Regions from separate parts of the Mus musculus genome. Here all the other regions are linked to region 5. Evidence: chromatin contacts called from public HiChIP or PLAC-seq and promoter capture Hi-C data. All regions are on one chromosome and are shown on one strand. Each heading gives the region's core, a stretch centred on a gene start, on an enhancer-like site or on the middle of the called end of the contact. The rest is flanking DNA. Distances are from core to core; before and after follow the strand shown. Region 1 holds the start of Hace1 (HECT domain and ankyrin repeat containing, E3 ubiquitin protein ligase 1). Region 2 overlaps Prep (prolyl endopeptidase). Region 3 has its middle 94 kb from the start of Gm26016. Region 4 overlaps Prep (prolyl endopeptidase). Region 5 holds the start of Bves (blood vessel epicardial substance).

Evidence for each region. Promoter capture Hi-C pulls out the DNA fragments that hold promoters and counts their contacts. HiChIP or PLAC-seq counts read pairs in DNA pulled down with a chosen protein or histone mark.
Region 1: a contact with region 5 is called in a promoter capture Hi-C map of neural stem cells. The contact joins the promoter of Hace1 here to the promoter of Bves in region 5. A contact is called at or near these places in 3 of 39 promoter capture datasets (cranial neural crest, hippocampal neurons and neural stem cells) and 1 of 115 datasets of contacts at active chromatin or transcription factors (embryonic stem cells).
Region 2: an H3K4me3 HiChIP or PLAC-seq map of stem cell-derived neural progenitor cells shows a contact between it and region 5, with 29 read pairs. The contact joins the enhancer-like site here to the promoter of Bves in region 5. A contact is called at or near these places in 13 of 39 promoter capture datasets (the 3T3-L1 cell line, 3T3-L1-derived adipocytes, the C10 cell line and 7 more), 1 of 15 datasets of contacts at CTCF or cohesin (stem cell-derived epiblast-like cells), 8 of 484 Hi-C or Micro-C datasets (embryonic heart, embryonic stem cells, nephron progenitors and 1 more), 8 of 115 datasets of contacts at active chromatin or transcription factors (cardiomyocytes, embryonic hindbrain, embryonic limb bud and 5 more) and 2 of 9 other capture datasets (adipose tissue and embryonic stem cells).
Region 3: a contact with region 5 is called in a promoter capture Hi-C map of trophoblast stem cells, with 3 times the contacts expected there. The contact joins the enhancer-like site here to the promoter of Bves in region 5. A contact is called at or near these places in 11 of 39 promoter capture datasets (the 3T3-L1 cell line, 3T3-L1-derived adipocytes, the C10 cell line and 6 more), 4 of 484 Hi-C or Micro-C datasets (cortical neurons, liver, morula and 1 more), 5 of 115 datasets of contacts at active chromatin or transcription factors (cardiomyocytes, embryonic stem cells and neural tube) and 2 of 9 other capture datasets (embryonic stem cells and pancreatic islet).
Region 4: a contact with region 5 is called in a promoter capture Hi-C map of trophoblast stem cells, with 3 times the contacts expected there. The contact joins the enhancer-like site here to the promoter of Bves in region 5. A contact is called at or near these places in 11 of 39 promoter capture datasets (the 3T3-L1 cell line, the C10 cell line, cranial neural crest and 5 more), 12 of 484 Hi-C or Micro-C datasets (cardiomyocytes, embryonic heart, embryonic stem cells and 2 more), 10 of 115 datasets of contacts at active chromatin or transcription factors (SST interneurons, embryonic basal ganglia, embryonic hindbrain and 6 more) and 2 of 9 other capture datasets (adipose tissue and embryonic stem cells).

The regions. Positions count from the first base shown.
Region 1 is chr10:45,576,456-45,579,155 of GRCm38.p6, reverse strand. It overlaps Hace1 (HECT domain and ankyrin repeat containing, E3 ubiquitin protein ligase 1), which reads right to left and starts at 1,327. Exons shown (of 24, transcript NM_172473.3): 1 at 1,006-1,327. The coding sequence starts at 1,081.
Region 2 is chr10:45,145,569-45,148,268 of GRCm38.p6, reverse strand. It overlaps Prep (prolyl endopeptidase), which reads right to left. Exons shown (of 15, transcript NM_011156.3): 11 at 148-284. Among named protein-coding and RNA genes, the nearest start is that of Prep, 80 kb to the right of the region's middle. Within about 2 kb of position 1,283, at least 15 of the 459 cell types and tissues checked have an H3K27ac peak or open chromatin away from gene starts, as enhancers often do. A contact at or near this core is called in stem cell-derived neural progenitor cells, where this site is marked.
Region 3 is chr10:45,173,175-45,175,874 of GRCm38.p6, reverse strand. No RefSeq gene overlaps it. Among named protein-coding and RNA genes, the nearest start is that of Gm26016, 94 kb to the left of the region's middle. Within about 2 kb of position 1,409, at least 4 of the 459 cell types and tissues checked have an H3K27ac peak or open chromatin away from gene starts, as enhancers often do. A contact at or near this core is called in trophoblast stem cells, where this site is marked.
Region 4 is chr10:45,121,699-45,124,398 of GRCm38.p6, reverse strand. The region is part of intron 9 of Prep (prolyl endopeptidase); the gene reads right to left. Among named protein-coding and RNA genes, the nearest start is that of Prep, 56 kb to the right of the region's middle. Within about 2 kb of position 1,263, at least 34 of the 459 cell types and tissues checked have an H3K27ac peak or open chromatin away from gene starts, as enhancers often do. A contact at or near this core is called in cardiomyocytes, embryonic heart, muscle stem cells and 1 more, where this site is marked.
Region 5 is chr10:45,334,329-45,337,028 of GRCm38.p6, reverse strand. Bves (blood vessel epicardial substance) reads right to left here and starts at 1,294. Exons shown (of 8, transcript NM_024285.3): 1 at 1,148-1,294.

The sequences.
Region 1 (2,700 bases), core at 78-2,577, 240 kb before region 5:
TTCAGTCTAGGAAAGTAACAAATTAATATATATATATATATATATATATATATATACTCAGAAACAGTTGCCACAAATTTTCTCTACTCAGAATCATAAAGAATAAAACTTTTCAAAAAAAAAAAAAAAAGTATCCCCAAACTCACAAACTCCACATTTCTTTTCATCACTCTCCTTAGCTAACTAAAACGAAGTTGGTGGGGGGGCGGGGGGGGAGGTGGAATAAAGCAAACTGAGCAGAGCAAGGTAGGCGAATGCCTAGAATCCAAATTCTTGGAAGGCTGAGGCAGGAGGCTCTAAAGTTTGCAGCCAGCCTGGGTTACAAACCTGACTGCCTTGTCTCACCGCCACTAAAATTAGTCTGACTTCACAAGGCATCAAACAACGCCCCCAGCCCCGCCCCACCTCCTCTATTTGGAGTTTGCCAAAGCAAAAGTTCGAAACAGAGCTTTTATTCCGGTGTGAATTCACACACACACACACACACACACACACACACACAGAGTTCTCACCCAGCCCACAATTCACACACACACACACACACACACACACACACAGAGTTCTCACCCAGCCCACTCAACCCAAGTCTGCAGGACTAAACGATGGAGGCAGGCAAGCTACAGCAGGAATGCCTGCTACACCAACAGAGCTGCACAAACACACCTGTCTGGTGGCTGCCAACCTTTGTCTAGTGCCAAAACCGAGGCGCCCCGCATTTCAAATAAATCCTAGCCCGCCTACCTCACTCTGTAGCTTAAGCAAACCCAGCACGTCCCCAGCCCGAGCCCGTGCGAGGCGCCACCGCACCCTTTCCCAGTGCGGGGCCCGGACCCCGCGGAACGCATTTCCGCTCGGACCGAACCCCACCGGACAGCCCGTCCCCGTCCCCGGTCCCCGTCCCCGCCCCAGCCCCAGCCCCCGCCGGCCGCGCCCCCGCGCCTCCCGCCGACTCCCCCCGCCCGCCAGCCTCGGAAAAGTGCAGCGCGCGTTCTCCGGGCGCCTCACCCTCGGGCAGCTCCACGGTGCGCGCGCGGCGCAGCGAGCGCGTCAGACGGTTGAGCTGCTCCATCGCTCTCTCCATCCTCGGCGCGGCCTCCGCGAAGCCCCCGCCGCGCCCGCGGCCTCCGCGACCCGCGCCCTACATCCCCGCACAGGCCGGGAGAAGGAGCGAGCTCGCTGCGGCCGGCGCCCAGGAACGCTAGGATGCTAAGCCGAGTCAGTCCGCCGCACCGACGGCTGCCAACCAGACCGCGCTGGGGTGGGCACCAGCCGCCGCCTCCGCTCGCTCGCGCCTTTCCTGCCGCGGCCCCGCTTCCCTCCTGGGCTCGCGAAGCCTTCTGGGAACTGTAGTTTCGAGCTGGCTGGGCCGCACTCCCCGACGGAGCCACGCCTCTATGGCATCTATGTGGTGATCTGTAGGTTAGACTGAGCAATTTGTGGAAATACTTTGTGGGCTTTCACGCGCCCTCACGTTCTTCCCTCCAAAGTTGTATAAGAGCATCCTCCCTCGGTTCTAACACACCCCAGTAAAGCAGATTAGAGAATTTCAGTTATTCCTAAATTCATCACCACCAAGCTAAAACAGATGTACTTTTCTATAAACAAATGCCTTAACTATCCTGCTTACAAATTAAATTTTGAACAGTAATAAAACTCAAGTTCGAAAGCAAAATTGTAGGTTTTTTTTTCCTTTATTGTGACTTAACAATGCCTTGTTTCTCTTGCTGAGTACATTTCTAAGAACAAGGACACAGCTCTATCGTATGCCCCGTCATATATATCCCTGTACTTAGCACAGAAAATGATGCCAACTCCAAACTTTGAGGAAAATCTAAGTGACAAACAGGAAAAACAAATGTTAATTTGGTAAAATGCAATCTCAGTTCCCATGACAGGCCCCAGTGGGCGAATCAAAGACTTCAAAGCTGGGCATGATAATACATACAGGTTATTCCCAGCACTCAAGAAGCAGAGGCAGATGGGTCCTGAGTTTGAGGTTAGCCAGCACACACAATGGAGCCCCGTTTTAAGATGATGGAGGTATGAGCTTTGAGCCTACTACATGTAGCCCAGGCTAGCTTTGCATTTGATGTGTAGCTAAAATGACTACATTCTTTGTCTCTACCTCCCCAGGGCTAGGATCTGTACTGCAGCCCTGAAGGGAAAGACTTCCCCTTCACAAGTGTTACAGCTCTGCTCCGGGCTGCAGGAGGGGGGAGTTTTCCCAATACAAGTGTAACAGCTCTCTGCTCCAGGAGAGGATGCTCCAGTGAAAGGGTTACATCTTTACTAGAGAGGGATCCTGGCAATCCAGAGCCAAAGAATACCACAAAGTCACATCACACACAAGACCTCACACAAGAGGTTTAGTAGAAAGGCAAAACCCAAGAGAGTGGCTGCCACTGCTCCGATGAAAAGCAGCAGGGAACTGAGCAGAAGGCAGGGCTTATATAGGCTTATATATTTATCTTATATAGGATTGTTGGGGCTTGGAGGTGGAGCTTTCCAAGCCAAGCTTGGGTGAGCGCAGGGGTTGGTGGGTTTTGCTCTTCAGAGATTAGTGGGTTTTCTTGTTCAGGGACTGGTGGGTTTTCTTAACCCTTTTGTCCCACACTCACTACCACACCTGGTAGACACAAAACCTCAATTATGACAAAAATGGTTTAATAAAATTTAAGTTGGAATTAGAACAATGGCTCT
Region 2 (2,700 bases), core at 34-2,533, 190 kb after region 5:
TGTAAAGTTTCTGCAGTTCCTAATTAAAAATTAAAGTAGTTATCTAAAGTCCTGCCCCTCTATGAAATGCCACCAAGCAAGAAACATGTGATTTAGCAGAGCCCCACTATGTGCAGATCACACCCAGGTCAGGTGTCTCATGCTTACCTGTAGTTGGGTGTAATGGAGATGTTGAAGCCCCCGTAGCCATATAAGAAAGCAGGGTGTGAGCCATCCAGCTTTATGCCTTTTTTATGCACAATAAACATGGGAATCTTGGTGCCATCCTTGCTAGGGTAGAAAATCTACAACAAAGGAAAACAGAATCCTAAGTTACATACAGCGCCACGTGGAAAAGGTGCACAGTTTTAGAAGCGAAAACAAAAAGTTGCCAAACTCTCTATCCAACACACACAGCAGCAGGGTGACAATCTAGCACTGCCGCAGGGCTTGCAAGGTGTCGAGGCACGTTTTCATTTCAGAGATGGTTGAGAGCAGAGAACACGGATGTAGGGACTGGGAGAGGAGCCCGAATTCATAACCCATCACTAGCTAGGTGCTCTCAGACAGGTTGTTCATCTTCTTTACCCTCGGTTTTTAATCACCCAATGTACCCATCATGAAGCCACGGAGGAGAACGGGCATGCAGAGCTCTGCTGCTCACTGCCTCATGCTGGGAAGCCAGGCTCTGCCAATCAATTTAATCTAAGGGGACATCTTGTCTTAAAGACAAATTTCCCGTCCAACTTCCTCTCTAAAGGTTAAGACACTCAATATGTCTTCATTCTTCGGCGTTCGACTATCAAAATTTTTTTTTTAGTGAGAACAAAAAGCATTAGCTCAGAGAGCTGCCGAGGGACATCATGGAATCCTATTATTCTTGGCTAAACAAAGCCACTTTCTCAGTGTTGGTAATTAAGGCTCAGAAACCTTTTCTAAACCGGGGACATCTGGGGCAGATTCAGTCAACATTTCCATACCCATTGCTTTTGGGATAGAGGATTGGAAGAAAAGGAGGAGGAAGCGAACACTGGACTGCTGCAGTGAAAAGTCAGAGTAAGAGATAAGCTACAAACAGCAGATAAGCAGACCGCTGTAAATAGCTTCTTTGAGAAAATATGGTATTTTTACTGCATGTGGCACCGGGAAAAGGCCTGGCTCAGCTGGGCTTGAAGCATCCTGCTGACCTTGGTCACAAAGGAGGGCACTGAGCTCCTCTGCTTTTAGATTAGAGTTACACGGCACCAGAGGCTTTTTAAAAGGGCAGGGCTCTGCATCAGAAAGCTGCCCCAAAGCCCTCAGAAGCAAGGGGAGGGAAGCAGGGAATTGGGGAGGGGAGAGCAGGCAGAATGGATGGACTTCAGGGACGGGGGGTGTGGGAGTGGCTGACTTGGCTGGATTCTTTTCTCCAACTTCACACAGGTTATGGTCGTCTGGGAAGAGGAACCTCAACTTAAAAACGCCACCATCAGACTGTAGGCAAGTCTGTAGTGCATTCTCTAGATTAATCCCTCTGTGGGAGGGGCTGCTGCTGGGTTAGGTGGTCCAGGATGGTATAAGAAAGGCCTCAGCAAGCCACAAGGGGCAAGCAATTTCAATCCTAAAAACACGCACATTGCTCCTTTTCTACTGATAACAGCCCTGTGAGCATTTTGGAAATTGTCATTAAAAGTAGTCAGGGCTGGAGAGATGGCTCGGTGCTCTTCCAGCGAACCTTAGTTCAATTCCCAGCACCCACAGGGTAGCTCACAATGATCTGTAATTCCATTTCCAGAAGATCTGATAACCAGTTCTGGCCTCTGAGGGCACCAGATATACACATGGTAGAGATGTACATGTAAGTAAAACACCCACAGTACAAACAAGAATACAAACAAAGAAACCAAACCAAAGCAATACAAGAGTATAGGCATTCCCATCCATCATACACTGGCTTCTTTCTGAGGCCACTTTGCTAGGTCAGGAGAAGCCAACAGACTCCTCCTTTCACAAACCTCACTATGCTCTGCATTGAGTCTGTACCTGTGGTTTCCTGTTTCACGGGCATGGAGCCCCTAGCTAGACCTGCAGACTCTGTACATTTCTGGGATGCTCACCTTAGTGACCTCTATCACTTCTAAAGCTCTTAGGACATTTAATCCTCTGTGCTGTCTTTATTGCCAGCTTTCCTTGCCTTTATTTTTCTTGCCCAGTTTGGGACTCCTGGTCAACCTTGTGACTGCCACTGAAGCCCTTTAACTCTAATCTCAACCCATTGTCTTCTCTTTGCCCAAGGAGCCAGATCCAGGAAATGCTAGTCACCACAGCACAAATGAGCTATCTAGGCTCTGCCTTCGCCGACCCTCCCATTTCCATGTGAATTCCTCATGTCTCCTTTCACGTGTCCTTCCTAAATGTCTCCTTACTCCCACCCCTACCCAAGTGGGTTCTAGAGCAGCTGCTTCTGATTTTTCTACTCTCTTCCAGTCGCACCGCCCTGCACGGGCATTCCCCCTTTCCTTCCGTATCCCATCCACCTTTTCAGAGGCCATCTATCCGAAGTTCTCGAAAGTTCTTCTCCAAGTCCACTCCACCTCTGCTGCCCCATAGCAAGAAAGACCACCGGGTCTTGGCTTCTTGGTTCCCTCCCTCCTCCTCCACTACTGCCCACGTCCAATCACCACTTAGGCTTTGAAATTCTCTCCCTTTCCTGGGCATGTGAATAGATAGACTTAAAGTGTC
Region 3 (2,700 bases), core at 160-2,659, 160 kb after region 5:
AAGGCAAACCAATACATGTCATTAGCAAAGAATCCTTTCATGTGCTTGCTTTAGCAAACATCCCTTCACCTGGGTCTGCTTCAGGAAAACACTCCTTCATGTGTTTGTTCCAGCAAAACACCACCCGACACAACTGACTTTCCAAAGAAAACATGTTTTCACTTCAAGCACCACACAGAGACCGCCACTCACATATGCAATTGGCAAGAGTGTTTTTATTTCGTGTGCTGCAGATGGCCCTCAGTTAGGTCCCCGATTCGCAGGAATACTCAGGGTTTCCGTTACAGGTGAGCAAGGAGTTGGCGTGGATGGGTGACAAACAGACACGGACACAAGGGAGTGTGTATCTGAATGTCATTTCTCAAATTAAGCATCAGAGTTTTAATACAGAAGAAAATAGGGAAGTTATGTGACACATCAGCCAAGGTGGAATGAGGTTACCGGATGCTTAATGACTCTTATACAAAACAGAGGAAAGCAAACATAAAGACTGACAGGAACTGGGCAATAAAACAACTGGGACAAAGTCAGCTCTATCTAAGGTCAGCTATAGTCTTAGAAGCTAGGTGTGAGGTATTTACACTCCCAGGGCAAGGGCTTTCACGCCCAAGTCATGGTTCTAATTAGGGAGTTCTGCTCTAGCTAACTTCTCATGAATAATGCAATACTCTAGTTCCTCCTAAAACCACAGCCTGATCTTCTTCCTAAACCATTGTAAATTCCTGTATATGTGAGTGATTGTGTGTGTGTGGTGGTGGTGGTGGGGACTTTCTACTAATAAGTAATGTAGTCTGCCATACATAACTATAATAAGAATTCTAAACTTATGTTGCTAAGCTTGCCCTGAGATTTCTAACTCTATGTAGTAGATAGTAATGCCTGATTTCTCTCACTATCTCTCTTACACTACTAGAGGCAATTCTGAATGTTACTGAACAGGCAACATTCTTACTGAATTCCAAGCTCAAGGACTACCTAGGGCATTGGTGAAGGCCAGGAAGCAAAGTTCGATTTTGCTTAGGTATTTGGCAAGTCATTGCTTGGAGGCACCTATAACAAAACAATACTGAAAGGAAGCACACAGATCCATTCGCAAGCACAAATTTGGAGCATTTGTTATGAATGCCACTTGATTGACTTGTGTCCAGGTGGTCAGTGGACTGCATCCCTGTGTCATGAATGTTTAAGTACGGGATGAGATACCCAAATCATATAAGGCTGCCTAGCAAATATGGCCCATCCTGGAATAAGATATTTCCCCATCCTTGTGGTTCTCTCTAGGCTGTTCTTTGGATGGGGGATTTTATGGCCTTGTTCCTGGAGTTTATGGTCTGTTTCTGGGGCTGGTGACTTATGACCTAATTCCCGGGACTGATGACTTAGGGAGGTTTTATGGTCAGTTCCTGTAATGGGTGACTTTCTTTTTTAAGTCAGGCCTGGTCCTAAAATGGAGTTTATATTGTCCTCTCAGTAGAAGTAGAAGAGGGAGGGGTCACCGTGATCAAAATATATTGTGTAAATTATCAATTCATAAAAGCATGATGAATAAAAATTAATATACTTCTTGGTCCAGTTGTCTTAGGACATAAACATGACTTAAAGGCAGTTGTGTAGTGATACATGCCAGAGTAAGAAAAAAAAATGGCCAGGACTGTGACTGAATACTGAAGCAGCTGTGACTGAATACAGTGGACAGCTGAAGTAGTGACTGAAAGCTGCTGCCCCGTTGGTGGACAGCTGTGTCTGCTGAGGCTCAGCCATCACTAGACAAGTCACAGACCCGACTTGACTCCAGAACCAAGAGGAAGGAGAGAGAACGGCTTCAGCCGAAAGCTTTATCCAGGGAATCTGTCCACGTGCTTTACCCATGTAACGTCATAGCACTGTGAGGTAAATAAGCTCTCTGTTCAACGCTAAAAAAGCAGAGGCTCCTGACGTTTATGTAGCCCAACCAAGTTCATCCAGGAGTTAGAGTCAGGGCTCACGTTGTCTCTCAGTTTTCGATGTTCACTATTGAAGTTTGGTCTGTTGCTGTGTACTGTGATGCTAAGTTATACATCCCAATGTCCAGTTGCCTCAAGACTGAATGAATTCTCATATATGCCAGCTTTTGTTGTGCAAACCTTCCTCCTCAATTAAAAGCTATTGGTTGAATAAAGATGCCTACAGCCTGTAGCTGGGCAAAGTAGAGGTAGGTGGGGCTTTGGTGCCAGGACTTGGGATCTGAACTACAGACCACAAGGAGGACAGGAGAGGAAGAAAGAAGGTGCCATGGGGAAGGTAGATCATGAGCTCTGGCCATCAAAGCCAGCCAGTTGGAGCAGGAGAACATGGCAAATGATAGCTCAGGATTATTGACAGGGAAATAAAATAGCACAGAGAATAGATACATGCCCAGCTCTAGTGCTTTAAGACTTATAAATATGAAGGTTTTGTATCTTTTATTTGGGAACTAAACGATCTAAGGTGAGGTAGAAACCCCCAGTTAATATTTCCTGCAACTGTTCACTCAGAAAAATTTGAGTTTTTCTGCTCCTTTGAGGTTTAAACTTTTTTCTGTTGTCTACTTTTCCATGACATATTTTATTTTAAAGGGACCTTGTCATTCTTCCAAGTTCCACACTCCAAACACAATGCAGTGTGACTTGGCTCTGTGGCATAATAACCCCATCAGTCACATTTTAATAAAATGGCACAGTT
Region 4 (2,700 bases), core at 14-2,513, 210 kb after region 5:
GTACCCACCACAACCACGGACAAATCTGACTCCTGGGGCCAGGGGTGGGGTGTCTCAGCTCTTTTCTGAAGGGAAGCAGTGTGGTCTGGGGGTAGAGGGAAAAGAGGCTGCTGCTGCTGGAATGTACTGTATGAGAGAAGAATAAATAAGAAATAAGATGGAATAAAGAGCAGGCCTGTGCCACACGATCACTGGATTCGCCTTGATGTCGACACAAATAAGGAAGGGTTTAGGAGCCAGACTTAAGAGCTCAGTGAACCCAGGCAAGCCACCAGGGAACTGGAATTAAATTCCTTAACGAAAAACAAAGGAGAGGAGACATTCTACATTCCTGTTTATACACCAAAGCTGAGACACAATTTTAACACAGAATGAAGTATACAACTGAGGCTGGTGGCCATTAAAAAGAGCTTCACGTACGTACTTCCCTCCATTCTCTATAAGGGCCCACAAATGGTTCCACGAGGGAGGAGGGGGGTCAGCTTGATGGTTGCAATGACAAAGGCATTTTATCAATATTCTCTATGCACAGTCATCTGGGATAGCCCAGGTTAGCCCACTGCACACTCTTACTACTTACTATAGTATGAACCACTGTGACCTACTTATACATCATGTCCCGCCTGATTTAGGTCACACAGGGACAGGGAAACTGCTGAAGAAAGCATTCTGGATCACAAACAGCAGAAGGCTGTCTAGGAAATGAATTGAAGATTTAAAGTAGAAGTTGATTACCGAAGTCCCTTAAGGTCAAAAGGCGTGTCTGGCCTTAAGTTGTTCCTTAACTTAATACTCTCACAGGCAAGGAGACCAGGGGTGTGGGTGGAGAGGGGGGAAGGAGTTAGAGAAGAGAGCGCTCTGGGAAAAGCTAGGGAAGAAGGGCCAGGGGGGTCTGTAACACTGCTCACATGAAGAGAAGAAGGCAATGGGGTTCTGGAGCTCTGGCAGGGCAGGACTTAAGGCTATAAAAAGAGGACTGGAGGGGGGGGGGGGAACGACAACACACAAAGCACCCAGGCCAAGGCACTTAAAGGTTTCTCTTCCAAACCACATGTGAAAGGCTGTCTCCTCCCCACCTCCCAGAGCCAGGCCTGGAAGATACTGTCTTGTTCAAGTCTGGCTGAAGCTAACCTCTAAGCTTCTACAAGTACAGAATTAATCAGTTCAAATACCAACTGGTTTGTGTCACAGGGAATCATTGTGTCCTGTGCTAGACTGGCCTGGCTGTCAGCTTCTCCCGAAGTGCGACCTGAAGTGCACAAGTCACAAACGGGCTGAGGGCAGTCCCTGCTTTCTTGAGAGGCAACTATGCGTTCTCTGATGGCTGCTTTGCACTTGGCGTTAGAAGGCCTAAGTCTGGAAACCCCACTTTCTGGTTTTAGGGATCAGATAGCATTAAGAGAGAAGGGAAGGATGGGGAAAATGAACGAGAGGAGACAGGGAGACAGACAAAGCATCACAGTAACAAATGAAAGCTTCCTCAGAAGCAGCTGGCGGCCCAAGACGAGGAACACTTTTCTTTCCAATCCTCAGAGCCACAGACACAGGCAGTATCTCACCATTTGGCACAGAACCATCACTTCCCACTAGGACAGTGAGCCCTTTGCCCCAGATAATGATGAGCCTGTTCCTGAAATAAAGGGTCACATGGGGTCGCTGGAGAGGTTGCTGGCCTTCGGAGACCCTGGCTTTTATTAAGAGCTGATGAGTCACCCCCACCCTGTGTTCCTGTGCCCTTCATTCATTTGAAAATATAACTTGTTTAGAGTAAATGCCTAGACCGTGAGACCTTGAGAACGACACTAGGGATGGGTGCCTCCCTCTTCTCACAGCTACCGCTGAGCTCTGGGCTCTGGGGAGAGGCAGGGTACCTGATGTCCTCTTGGTGCTGGCTCTGGGCAGCTTCCTCTCTGGCTTTTTCTAGCTCCTCTCAGTCCCCTGAAAGGCACTTGGGGAAGTGCCCTTATGCACCCCAGACCTACCCACAATATCACTCTTCAGGTCCTAGCAGCCCTGTCAGCAGCCTGTCACAGCGTAAGGTAAGATGTCACATGGACCCAGAGGGTCAAACAGAACTGCATCCAGATGAGACATCACTGCCCATCTGGTCACATCCCCAGAGGAGGATGGTCACCTACGAACTGACTCCTGGGCTAAAACACGGCATACATGTGGCTATGATGCTACACAGTGGAGGTGAACCTCTATACAAACAAGAGGAATATGACCAGCCTTGCAGAAAGTATACAATGATATTATTATATTTTAGGAAAAGTTAACTCATGTCAGGAAATGTAAAATATCATCTTAGAAATATTTCTCTTCCCCAATAGATCCAGGATAACACACATTTTTAAATTTAATTTTATTTATTTTTTATGAGGGTGAGATTCATCTAGGAGGCATTCTGTAGGCTGGATGTGGCTGCTCATGGGGTTTGCGGATGCTATCTGCACTGTAAATTTTTGTGCAGATCAAGGGCGGGACTAAGACTTACTATGGTGGTTTGCATAACAATGATGACGCCCATAGGCCATAGAAAGTGGTGCCATCAAGAGATTCAGGCTTGTTGGAGTAGGTGTGGCTTTGTTGGAGGAAATACATAACTAGGAAGTGGGCTCTGAGGTCTCAAAAGCTCAAGCCAGCTTACTTCCTAGGGCCTGCCAATTGGATGTAGAACTCTCAGTTCCTTCTCCCACA
Region 5 (2,700 bases), core at 45-2,544:
TTTTAGAAGTGGCATTAAAAGCTTACATTTCTGGTCAAAGGAAATTGGCAAGGAAAACTATTATTTTCCTCAAAACCAGAAAATATTAATAGCTATTAAAATGCATTACATGTGTTTATTTCTACAGTGGTGTACGGGTGCATAAGTCAGAGGACAGCTTGCTGGAGACTCTCCCCTTCCACTTCGCGGGTCCTGGGGATACAACCCAGGTTGCCAGGCGTGCTGGCATGTACCTTCACGGCCTGAGCTCTTTCACCGGCCCTAAATGGCCAGGTTTAAATGCAGGCATATTGTAGAACATACTTTGCTACGCTACACTTATTAAAGATACGCAAATGTTATATGCAGCTGTAGATATATAGTTACATATATTGCTGTGAAATGCTTCTTACCTGTCATAAATCAGTTCAATTTTTTTTCGCTATCCAATGACTTAGTCTAACGGCCTGCTTAATCACTTCTTAATAGGTTTAAGTGGCCTACACTGAACTGCCCTTATACGAATAATGAATGATGATCTAATGAAGAAGGTTAGATTACTGGATGAATTTGTAAACTGTCAAAATCAGAACGTCATCTTTCTCATCAGATCCTCCACGTCTAATTCCCCAAATTACTCACTGTAGTAAAAGCGTGCCCATCTACTGGTTTTCAAATAGGCATCTGCAGGTCTACATACCTGACCGAGGAAGCAAGCTAGCACATTAAACCTTGACCAAATTAGAAAAAAAAAAAAAAAAAAAAAAAAAAAAAAAAAAAAAAAAGAAGAAGATGAATAGCGATGAGCAAAAACCTTTTGAGGAGACGCGCAATTCACTGATATTTTCCCGGACTCTCCGCGCACCTCCGGGCGGCTCGGGGCGACGGTTTTGTGGGATCCGTCTGGCAGCCACCCGTTTCTCTAGGACGCGGGCGGGTGGCGAGGACCCGTGGCTCCCACTGCTCCCCCACCCGGGACCCGCTCGCCCTGCTCTCACAGCAGTGTCAGCGTCCACAGCTCCGCGGCCCCCCGCTGTCCCGCCGAGGGACCGGGGCGCGGGCAGGCGAAGGGCGGCTGCAAGGACGACGCGGGACGCGGGCGCATCGCAAGTTGCTCGGCCGCTCCGTGCCCAACTTTCCCGCGCGATCGCGCGCTCTGGCTCCTTACCTTGCGCGTCCCGGGGCCCGGGGGCGGCGGCGCGCGCAAAGTTTGCGACGGCGGCGGCGGCGGCGAGCGGCGGTGGCTGGACGGGCTCGCGGCGGGTCCCCAGGCAGCGCGGCCCCGGCCCGCTCCCCGTTCGCGGAGGCTTTGACTAAAATAGGCATCCCGGCGGCCGGCTGGGGCGCACGGCGCACGCGCCGCCCGAGGTCGCCCCCGCGGGCGGAGCCCCGCTCCCCGCAGACCCGCTGCCTGGCCCACCGCGTGCGCGCGCCCGCTCCCGCGCTTCCTTGTTTGGGCATGAGTGGGGACACGCGCGGACGCGGGTCGCCCCCCGCTGGAAAGGGCAGGGGAGTGAGGACAGACCCCTCGGAGAGTTGCCCGAGGCTCGGAGGGCGCTGTTGCTCCGAGACACCTGATAGCCCAGCCAGATCCCACCTACAAGCTAGCAGGCTGGATTTCAAAGGAGCGAGGTTAAATGCTTACATTTAGGACCAGAAATTGAGAAAAAATAGGATATGGACATATTCTTCAATCAGTATTTATACTGGACATGGTATACCGGACCAGATAAGAAATGCAAGAAAGTTCACAGTAATGAAAAATCGGTGGGATGAAGTTTATAGGACAAATAGAAAGGTTAAATGGACATCCGATAACCACCAAGTGTCCTCTGTGTGACAGAGAACGCAGTCCTGTGGGATCAAAGATCAAAACAGAACCCCCGCTATGTCAGGATGCGTATAGAGTACCCCCGAGGTGCACATTGGTCCAATCTGCCTAGTAGAGAGCACGCCTGCTATTCCAGAGCCAAGTAGTATAGACCAAGTTGCAATCTGTCTGCTCCAGTTGGCTCTGGGGCATTCCCCACAGGCCCCTGTGTTGATGGCTTGGCTTGGTCCCAGCATTATTGAACCTTTAAAATCTTTAAAGAGGAGTTGGCTCAGTAGTAAAGTGCTTACCAGCGAGAAGCCTGAGTTTTCAGTTCCACAACGCAGGATGCAACAGCCTAAAACCTGTTATCCCAGTGTATCCATGGGGACAGGGGAGAGTCCCTGGGAACTTCAGTGGCAGGGCAGGAAAAGTAAGTCTCAAAGAAGGTGGATGGCAGGAGATCACAGTGGCGGTTTTCCTCTTTCCTCCACCTCAAGAGAGCCTGCTCTCAAATCTCTCCCTCCCCCCATCTCACCTTCATGCCCATGCTCTCCCCACGCGCTCTCCTCTTTCCCCCTCTTCCTCTCTTCATGAGTGTATGTCCCAGGGCATGCAGAGGGACCATCAGTCTTGTCTTGTGAGTCTCGCATTAACCTGAAAGTTCCCGGTTAAGCTAGTCTAGCGGACCAGGGAGCCTCAAGGAACCTGCCTGTCACACCCTCACCAGTTTGGGATTACAAACTGAACCTCCACATCCGACTTTTTAACATGGATTTGGGGGATCAAACTTCTGTCTTCATTCTTGTGCAGCAAGGACTTTACTAACTGAACCATGTCTCCAGCCCCTTAGGGTTGTGTTGAGAGCTGAATTTCATCACACCCGCAAAGGTTTTAGAATGGTGTTAATG